Regions from separate parts of the Rattus norvegicus genome. Here region 1 is linked to region 2. The links are chromatin contacts, called in public Hi-C maps. All regions are on one chromosome and are shown on one strand. Each heading gives the region's core, a stretch centred on a gene start, on an enhancer-like site or on the middle of the called end of the contact. The rest is flanking DNA. Distances are from core to core; before and after follow the strand shown.

Region 1 (4,361 bases), core at 943-3,442, 110 kb after region 2:
GGAAGAGATCTTTCTGCCTATGTTGACCACTGTGACATTTTGTCATATATGGAAGTAAAACAAATACTAAGAATGTGACATGGTTTGATTTATGTTTTCAAAAGACAGCTTCGATCTAGGAATAGAGGTGTACACCTGTAATCTCAGCACTCAGAGGGCAGAGGCAGGAGAATTGCAAGTTTCAGTTCAGCTTGGGGGCTATATAGTTGAGACCCTGTTATAAGAAACAGAATCAAAACTAAAATCCCCAGTTTAACATATTGGGTGCTTCGCCTGCTGCACTGTTGTCGGGGTGGGGATTAGATTTGAAGACTCCTTAGGAGACAGCAACTGATGATGGTTGTGGACATAGAAATTGGAGAAAAGTGGCTGAACTTGAGGTTACAGATTGTAGAGTAAAATTGGTAAGATTTGACACTGGTTTGGATGTGGTGGCTAGGCAGCAGGAGCCAGGGAAGAAAGGGACTTAAGGAGGATGACTATGTTTTGATCTGAGTACCTGGAGAGATGGAGATGTCATGAGTTAGGGAAGACTAGGAGAGAAATGGTTTGGGGGAAAGTCCACAAGGAAGTCAATCGCTACCTTTACCCATGGTTTTTTTTTTTTTTCCCCCCAGCATCTGGTTACATTGAACACAGTAACTGCTTTTGCCTTTGGCTGACCCTACAGCTAAAGGGAGAGATCCCAGCTGCCAGTTTTTCAGGGCAAAAGTTAAGGACACCTGGTGACTAAGACTAGCTCCACAGGAAGACAAAAGGCAAAGAATTCAAAATTTATCATAGTGCAGGGACATACCTTGTCAGTGGAGAGGGAACTTGGTCAGGGAAAGTTCCATGACAAAATTATATCCTAGCTTCTGGAACCATGAAAATCCAAATAGTGATACTGTAATCATTGACGGTGCTGGCTCAAAGAGGTTGTAATTGTCCTCACTGTGGTCTGATGGTAACTGCTTTTTATTCTCACTTTGTAAGTCTAGCAAGGGTCACTGCATTATTAAGAGGCAGCATACAGACAAGCACACAAGGTGTCACTTACTATTGTGGTGGCTGGGTGCTTATTACCCGACACCTCTGCACCCTGTCTTATCTCTGTGTAAATGGACATATTGCTACAGCAAAGCACTTAACTTTGTGTTCCTGACACTAAGACTTACATGCATGATCCCACTCTCTCCAACCACCAACTAGCTGAGTGACATTTCACTCTTACTGCCAAGGAACCAGAAGCACGTCCTCCCATCCTTCTAATATTAACCTTTGTACCTACAACATGCTAGACTTATTTTACAGGCTTTGGGGGTACACCATGGGCAAAACAAAATGCATGCCTTTGTGTAGCTTCAGCCTGGGGGTTGGTAAAGGAAGAGAAGACACGCATACTAAACACACACATTGTGTAGTAATCAGAAGGTGATAAATATTATGAGAAAAGTGGAGCTGGATAACCGTATCCGAAGAAGCTGATACGTTAAGTCGGGTAGGCAGGATAGAGTTCAAGAAGGCGACATTTGAGCAAAGATTAGAAGGGTCCAAATGCAAAGGAAAGTAGCACTTGGGATGAGACTGAGGGCAACTTCCTAATATCCACCAACAATTACCCCTCAACAGAGACAGCAAAACGAAGGAGTGAAAGGCGTGATACAACTAGGCCTCCTTAAATCCGCCTTTCTTTACATGTGGGAGGTCCAGAGGCTAGTGAGAGAACCCAAGACTCGCAAGCAAGCAGTCCATTGCTGGAGCCTGTCTCAGAATCAGGAACTGGCATTACACACGCTCGACCGGCAACGCGCGCCCCATTTGGGCGGGCCTTAGACAATCCTTCCACTAAGGCTCCGCCCTCTACACCGCCCTCTCACTGCTCCGCTGCTACTGAGCCGGGTCTCCACGTAGCCGTTCCCCGGCTACGGATTGCGCAACTCGCGCCGCTAGGCGGAGCCTGGATGTAGGCGGAGCGAATGCAAGCCGGCGGACCCGACTAGGCCAGCGCGAGCGCCGCTGCTTGCGAAGTGCGCCTGCGCACGCCGGCGACGCGCCGCCGATATTCCAGCACCACCCATCGCCCCGCCTCCAATTCCCGGGCGGAGTTCCTGTTCACGCCTGCGCATTGCGTCGCCGCACCCTGCGCCTGCTCAGATCTCCCGAGTCTGGCCCCATCCTCCGGGTTTTTTCTGGTGGGGGAGGGGGCACGTCTCGGCGAGTCACGGTGATGGCGGCCACCATCCTGTGGTGAGGTAGCGGATTCTCTGCGTCTCTCCGGGAGTCCCTCGCGCCTCCTGCGGGCCCGGTGTCTGGCGCGTGAGGAAGCACCGCGGGTCGAGCTTGCGGGGAAAGGCGCGGGAGCGGCGGCGCGGCCGGGGGACGCGGGGCCCGGGGTGAGCGCGACTCCGGGCGAATGTGACAAGCCCCCACCCCCACCGCCTTCCTCCCGAGAGCGCGAGGATCGCGGCCACCCCGGGGCGGCCAGGCCCCGGCTTAGGCACCATGCAGGTCACCCTGAAGACCCTTCAGCAGCAGACCTTCAAGATCGACATCGACCCGGAGGAGACGGTATGCGCTGCAGGGTTAGGGGAGCGCGGGCCTGGGTCGGGGCGACGCGGGAGGGCCCCAGAGGGGCGTCAGGTCACTGCCGGCTTTGTGGGCCGACAACGAGGAAGGCCTGGGGGCAGATGGCGTGGAGCAGCACCGGCTCGCGCGGGCACTGGAGGCCGCGGCCCGGAGCGCGTGGTCGTGGGGACGGAGGGGGAGGGGAGGCCTGGCGGCCTGGGCGCTGGAGCCTGGCCTGAAGTGCACAGGTGGGGGAGGGAGACCCAGGCGTCGCCACCACCCTCCTACGACCTGGCTAGGTGCGGAGGTCTAGGGTCTGGTTACCCAAGACGATGGGCCTTAAATGCGCTTAGTTTTGTCTGTAGCCAAGAGAGACGGTGGGGAAAAAATAATTTTTTTTTGCCTCCCAGAAGGAACCCTTTTATTTGTGTCTATTTTGGATAGTTTTTACGATCCTTCCCTCGCAGCCACCGAACCCACACCCACAGGTGGATTACGCTCAGAGGCCACGTTGGTGGTGAAGAATTTTGCATTAGAAACCTTCAGATCCGGATTTAAATGAGTTTTCTCCGTCGTCTTGGGAACCTGAACGCCGCTCGGACTCCCAGAATAGTAGTATTTGAAGGGAGGGAAAAAAATATAAAACTCGATGATCTACAGTTAAAGCCGACTTCACTTAACGAGTTCACGTGATGAATTCTAATGCTGTGGTCTCCGGCTTTGCCTGTAAAAAGGTCTACTATATTAACTTTAATACAACTTTATGTCAGCAATCTAAAAAATGCCATGTGTGTTAATTTCCTCACGTGGAATTGTGACACTATGTTAAATTAAGATTGTCGTAAGCCAGCAATTACTGCGTATTTGTGGTGGTTTTTTTTTTTTTCTTAATTTTTTTATGACTGACTGAATTTGTGATTGAATTTTGGCTGAAGAACCAGGACGTGGTATTAATTAAATAGACCTGAGACTGGAATTCTATTTGTGGCTCTGTAACTCCTTTACTACGATGTGGACAAATTACCCTGTTTGATTTTGTGAAATGGGAACAGTATCATCTGAGATGGTGAGGATTAAATGGCATTTGGTTGGTTCCTAAATGAGGCCTACTATTTAATCAATATGTTTGTGTGAAGACAAGGTGTTCTGTTTTATCTATCTTGTCTACTATTCTAAAGTCTCCTTCAGTCTTTAATAAGCCAAAAATCCCTGACCTTTTTGAAATTGTGTGGCACAAAATGATTTTCTAAGAAGTTAGTTACTTTCCAGACATCTGCGATAATTCTTAAAGATATAGAAAAAAAATTATTTGAGAACTCTGCAGTCTTCTCAGAAGCAGTTGTTAACACTTGGTGGGCAGAAGCCCAGTAAATTGAGTTCTTTTTTTCCTTCCTTCCTTCCTTCCTTCCTTCCTCCCTCCCTCCCTCCCTCCCTCCCTTCCTTCCTTCCTTCCTTCCTTCCTTCCATCTTCCTTCCTTCCTTTAGGTTTTTGAGACAGGGTTTTTCTGTGTATCCCTGGCTGTCCTGGAACTCAACTCTAGTCCTGGCTGGCCTCAAACTCAGAGGTCAGTCTGCCTCTGCCTCCTGAGTATGATTAAGGGAATATGCCACCATTTTCTTTTACTACTTAAGATAGTTCAGAATAGTACACTGAAAGATGATAGTGCAGGCCTGGGTGTCAGACACGTGTGAGAGCCTGAGCTCATCTCCAGCACCTAGAGAAGGAATAGCGCAGTCATCTCTTTAGTGATGGTATGCAAAATATGTAAAATGCCTCCTTGGCATTTGGCCCCTTGCAGGTGGTAAATGCTGAG
Region 2 (4,507 bases), core at 1,524-4,023:
ATTCATGCATCAAATATGCGTTCAGTGTTCCTACTTTGTGCTGGCTGTGACACTAGGTGACAGGGGTACAGGAAGGGGGAAATCCAATGAGGTTTCTGCTCTTGGGAAGCTCACAATTTGCTAGGCTCCCATACAAACTCTGTGCAAGGTAACAATAAGGACAGCACACATGGAGTCAGGGTGAGGAGATTAGCTAGGACCAAAGAAAACAGCCATCAATAGAAGCACGATCAGTTACAGTTACCAGATCTGCAGAGGGAGCAGTGTCTCACAGAGCCAAAGTCCCAACATTGGTGGTACCCAAATGGCCAGTTTCAGAGTGTTAGATGCCATTGACCAAACTGAAGACTCAAGAAGGAGTGGCCATCAAGAAGACAATCTACGTAGACCTAAATTAGATCTATGTGTATAACGGGTCTGTCTGAGGTGGTAACAGGCTCGTCAGAATGGTGGGCCTGGGAAACCCAGTAGACAGGACTGAGGGAGGGTGAAGATTGCAGCACATCTTGCCACTGACTGGATCCATCTCAGGTCCGGGATTAGACAGCTAGCGAGAGTGCCAGCAGGAACAGTAGAAACTGTGACCACAATGTTAACTCATTTTCCTGGGAATCTCTTGTGTTCATTTACCTCAATGGTTCTCCACCTTCCTAATGCTGTTGACCCTTTAATACCGTTCACCCCAACAGTAAAATTATTTCCATTGCTACTTCATAACTGTAACCTTGCTACTGTTATGAATTGTTATGTAAATATCTGATGTGGAAGATATATTATATTCGACCCCTAAATGGGGTTGTGACCCATAGGTTGAGACCCACTCGTTTAGCTTAAAGCTGTTGGCTAGGGTGGGTGGGGGAGGGTGTCAAGGTGCCACATCTTCAATTTGATTTATTTTTCAAGCCCTTGATCAGCTGTGTTTATGAGCACTGATGGTCAAGGACATGTCTCCAGGGGAGGTCATTGTGGCGCTTTACAAAGCTGTTAGAGAAACAGCCTGGGAAATCCATTCTCTCCAAGTCAGTAGAACACCAGTCTGTAAGAGCTGAGGTCAAGCTGTAATGTTGGGTCCTTTAATGTGTCTATTCCAACATCTTCCTGGGAAGAATATTGATTCATTAAGATAAAATTTAGCCTGGAACAGAGACAAATGGAAAACGGAGATTGGCTGATTCGTGATGTCATAACGTGTTATCTATTTGTTGTCCTTGGTCTCCCCACCATAACTTTCCACACCCCAACCCTGACCAGGGACCTTGATCTTGAAGCTCTGAGGTGAACTTCAGTTTCACTGGCTAAGGATCTGTGTCCATGGGGATGGAGCCACAGGGTAGCATTGTGACCCTGTAACAGTTCTATCTCATCAACTTGGCAGGCCCTGAGATAATTTTTAAAACAGAAAAGAAAAAATTATTGCTGGGTCCCAAAATAAAATGTTATCCTAGATATTAAATGTTGTCTAACAGACAGTAAATTTAATGGCTCTGAAGTGGCTTTAGACCTCTGAGAAGATTTTTACCTCTCAGTCTTGGCGGGGACACCAAGTACTGCTCTTCTATTTCTGCTCTGCCTTCCAACTGTCATAAATAGTTAACTGTGTGACTCCTTTCCAAAAAAAAAAAAAAAAGCCTCCCAGGAGCATCTGAAAATAGCCTCCAGGGGCTCAATGCATATTTCCTCGGGTCCTCCTCTTAATCTCTCCATATGGGTGGCTATGATTTATTGCTACTGTCACCCTGTAGACCTGCAGAAACAAAGGCAGTCAGGTTGGAAGGCAGACAGAGGTATCAGTATAGGGAGGGTCTCTTGAGAGATGGAACTGAGCATCCATTCCGGATGAGAGTGCAGGCTTCAGAGATGTCACCTCTCCTTCTCATGATTTCTCTGCAACAAACAGAGAGAGGAAGGGATGTCATCCTGTCCCAAGATGCATTGAGACTTTCCCCTCAAGTCTGAAGCTTCAACGGAGTCTCCCACAAGGCAGAACCTGCCAAAGTCCAAGGACTAGTATGACAGAGCAAGTGTACACTCATTACAAGGGGCACATGTCACCTCTGCCGTTTCCTATCTCCAGGCCAAAAGTGAGCACTCTCCTGCCAGTTTTCCAGCCCAGTGGCATGACCCGAGGCTGGCTGTCCATCAGCAGCAGTTTGATACAGAAGGAGAAGGGGAAGCCGGGCCCAACTGAGGCACCTGCCTGCTCTTGCTGGCCGTGCTCTCCTTCCTTGTGTTTATCCACAGCACGGTCACCATCTCTGCGACACTGAGCTCATCCTCAGGAAAGCAGTCCCTGCCAATAGACCACCAGTCCAGGGATCCCCTGTTGACCCAGGAGGAGGATAGGGCAGCAACCTCCCCATCTGTCTCTGTGCCTTCTGTTTTCCCCTCAACACTCCTAACAATGCACCATGATTAGTTGCAGCTCAGGCCCCCTGACACCCCTTAACCTGGAAAATCAGGCAGACTTTCGAGACAGCAATCAGCTCCCAGACACATCCAACCGTAATGTGATTACTCCATTTACCAAAATGCAAAGAGAGCTACTTGAGGCGTTTCTGATTAGGGCTGACATTATCTCTCTAATGGGCCATGGCATTAATCAAAGCTGTTGCTATGACTATGGCAATGCTGGGGAAATAACCCCAGCTTGATTCTGGCCCTGCCCAGTAGTGCCACTGAAGAAGAGGTCAGCTTTTGTTAGGGACACGGCGCGAGAATTGCTTCTTCCTGCCTGAGAAGGGTTTTCTGTTGAAATCACACCACCAGCCAGAAAGAGGCCTCTGTGTTCTCTCATGACGTTGGGTACTCTGGTTCCACAGTTCAAGATGACTTGGTGGCATTGTCCCAGGAGGAACTGTGTGTGCCCATGAATGCTGGGAGTGGAGGTACCAGGCTGATCCGTGAGACTGTCAGAGGCTTCTGTTGTCCAGCGCTATGTCTTAATTGTCCACTGACACACCCCCAACCCCCAAGAACCTGGGGAGGAGGAGAAAGATCCTTGGAAAAGCCAACTTTCCCATGGCATCAATGCTCTGGCCTCTGCTGCTCTCTCTCCATTCCAGACCTCAGAAACATTTGGCAGAGACAAACCCGTAACTACAGAGCCTACATGAGCAGATGGAAAAACAGAGGCAGAATGAAATGGGTATGACAGGCACACATGGAAAACCCTCTGGCCTCTGCTCTAGATGGCAGGGAACGCATGGTCTGGAAGAGGCATACAGGGATCAGATGATGCCACTGGTGCCGGCCATCAGAACCTGGTTCTCTTTTGCTAGTAATGAATTCTCCATAAACCCAAGTCTCCAAGTCTACCTTTTCTTAGGTGCAACTATGATCAGAAGAGGACACTCTGAGGGCATCGATATAGAGTGAGCACATGTACACACACACACACACACACACACACACACACACACACACACACTAGTTCTTGTCCAAATCTTTGCAGAATTTTCTCTGACCTTTGGTTTTCCCTACCTTCAGGACAGGCACAATGGAAATTGACTCTGCTCTCCTCACAAGGGAGTAAAATAAAAACCATTGCAATTTGAGAGAAAGTGGCTTATAAAGTCTAGAGCACAGTCAGGGTTAAAGCTCTGAAGGGGGCCCCAGCTTAGACACTCACAGGTCTGGGAGGTACCTTGCACAGAGGAGGGAGGGAGTTTTGAAGCTCCCAGGGAAACCACTACCTCAAAGACAATAACAAGCAGTACCTGTTCTGAGCCCTATTTCCAAAATGCACTTATATTTTTTAATGGGGACAAGAATTTTTAAAAACAAAAGGCTTCTGTGAAAAATCAAGAAAGAGAATGTATGTGAAAGTACGTATAACCCTGCACCCTGGATTCCTAATTAATGTTCAAGTCCCTCATTCTCTGCTTGGGGGGAAAGGTCTTGTCCTCAGGGGTGAGACCTCGGACAGCTCCTTACTTCTTAGCTGTGTGACTGAGCCCAGTCGGACACTGAATGACAGCAAACACTTGTAATGCTCTCCATGCTTGATCTCACGTAATTATAGCAACAGCCTGGTGAGGCGGGCAGGGATCATTGTCACCAGTGTGAAGGGACATCGTAGGTGACTCAGGCTGTCAGAGATACAGCTGGGATTTTAGCCCAAATTTGTCTCATTCCAAAACTGAACTTCTTTCCATGACCCTCTTGGCTAGAACTGACCTGAGTCAATTTTGTTATTCACTATGTAGATGGAAGAGGTCGTCAGGCCATGGGTCCCTGTGCGCCGTAATGAAAGCAGGTGCCACAGAAAATTCTGCCACACAGGCTCTCATTTATTAGCGGAGCAGGTGCAAAAATAGGCCTGTGTCTCTTGCCGTGTGAGCTCAGACACATTCCGAAACATTGTCCCTTTAGTATTCCACCAGAGCTTTGCATGAAAGCTTTGCTCAGGGCATAGGTGACTTTTCTTTTTCTTTTTCTCTTTCTTTTTTTTTAACCAGGATCCAGCTAACTTCGTCATAGGGTCATGAGGGAGAAAATTTTCTCTGGT

The links. Hi-C and Micro-C count contacts between places; a contact is called where the count stands out from the background.
Region 1: a contact with region 2 is called in a Hi-C map of Schwann cells, with 1.9 times the contacts expected there. The contact joins the promoter of Rad23b here to the enhancer-like site in region 2.

What each region holds. Positions count from the first base shown.
Region 1 is chr5:74,883,326-74,887,686 of GRCr8, forward strand. Rad23b (RAD23 homolog B, nucleotide excision repair protein) reads left to right here and starts at 2,193. Exons shown (of 10, transcript NM_001025275.1): 1 at 2,193-2,550. The coding sequence starts at 2,485. All of the region lies in intron 1 of LOC120103069 (40S ribosomal protein S18-like), which reads right to left.
Region 2 is chr5:74,772,333-74,776,839 of GRCr8, forward strand. All of the region lies in intron 1 of LOC120103069 (40S ribosomal protein S18-like), which reads right to left. Among named protein-coding and RNA genes, the nearest start is that of Trnal-aag10, 110 kb to the left of the region's middle. Within about 2 kb of position 2,774, at least 11 of the 93 cell types and tissues checked have an H3K27ac peak or open chromatin away from gene starts, as enhancers often do. A contact at or near this core is called in Schwann cells, where this site is marked.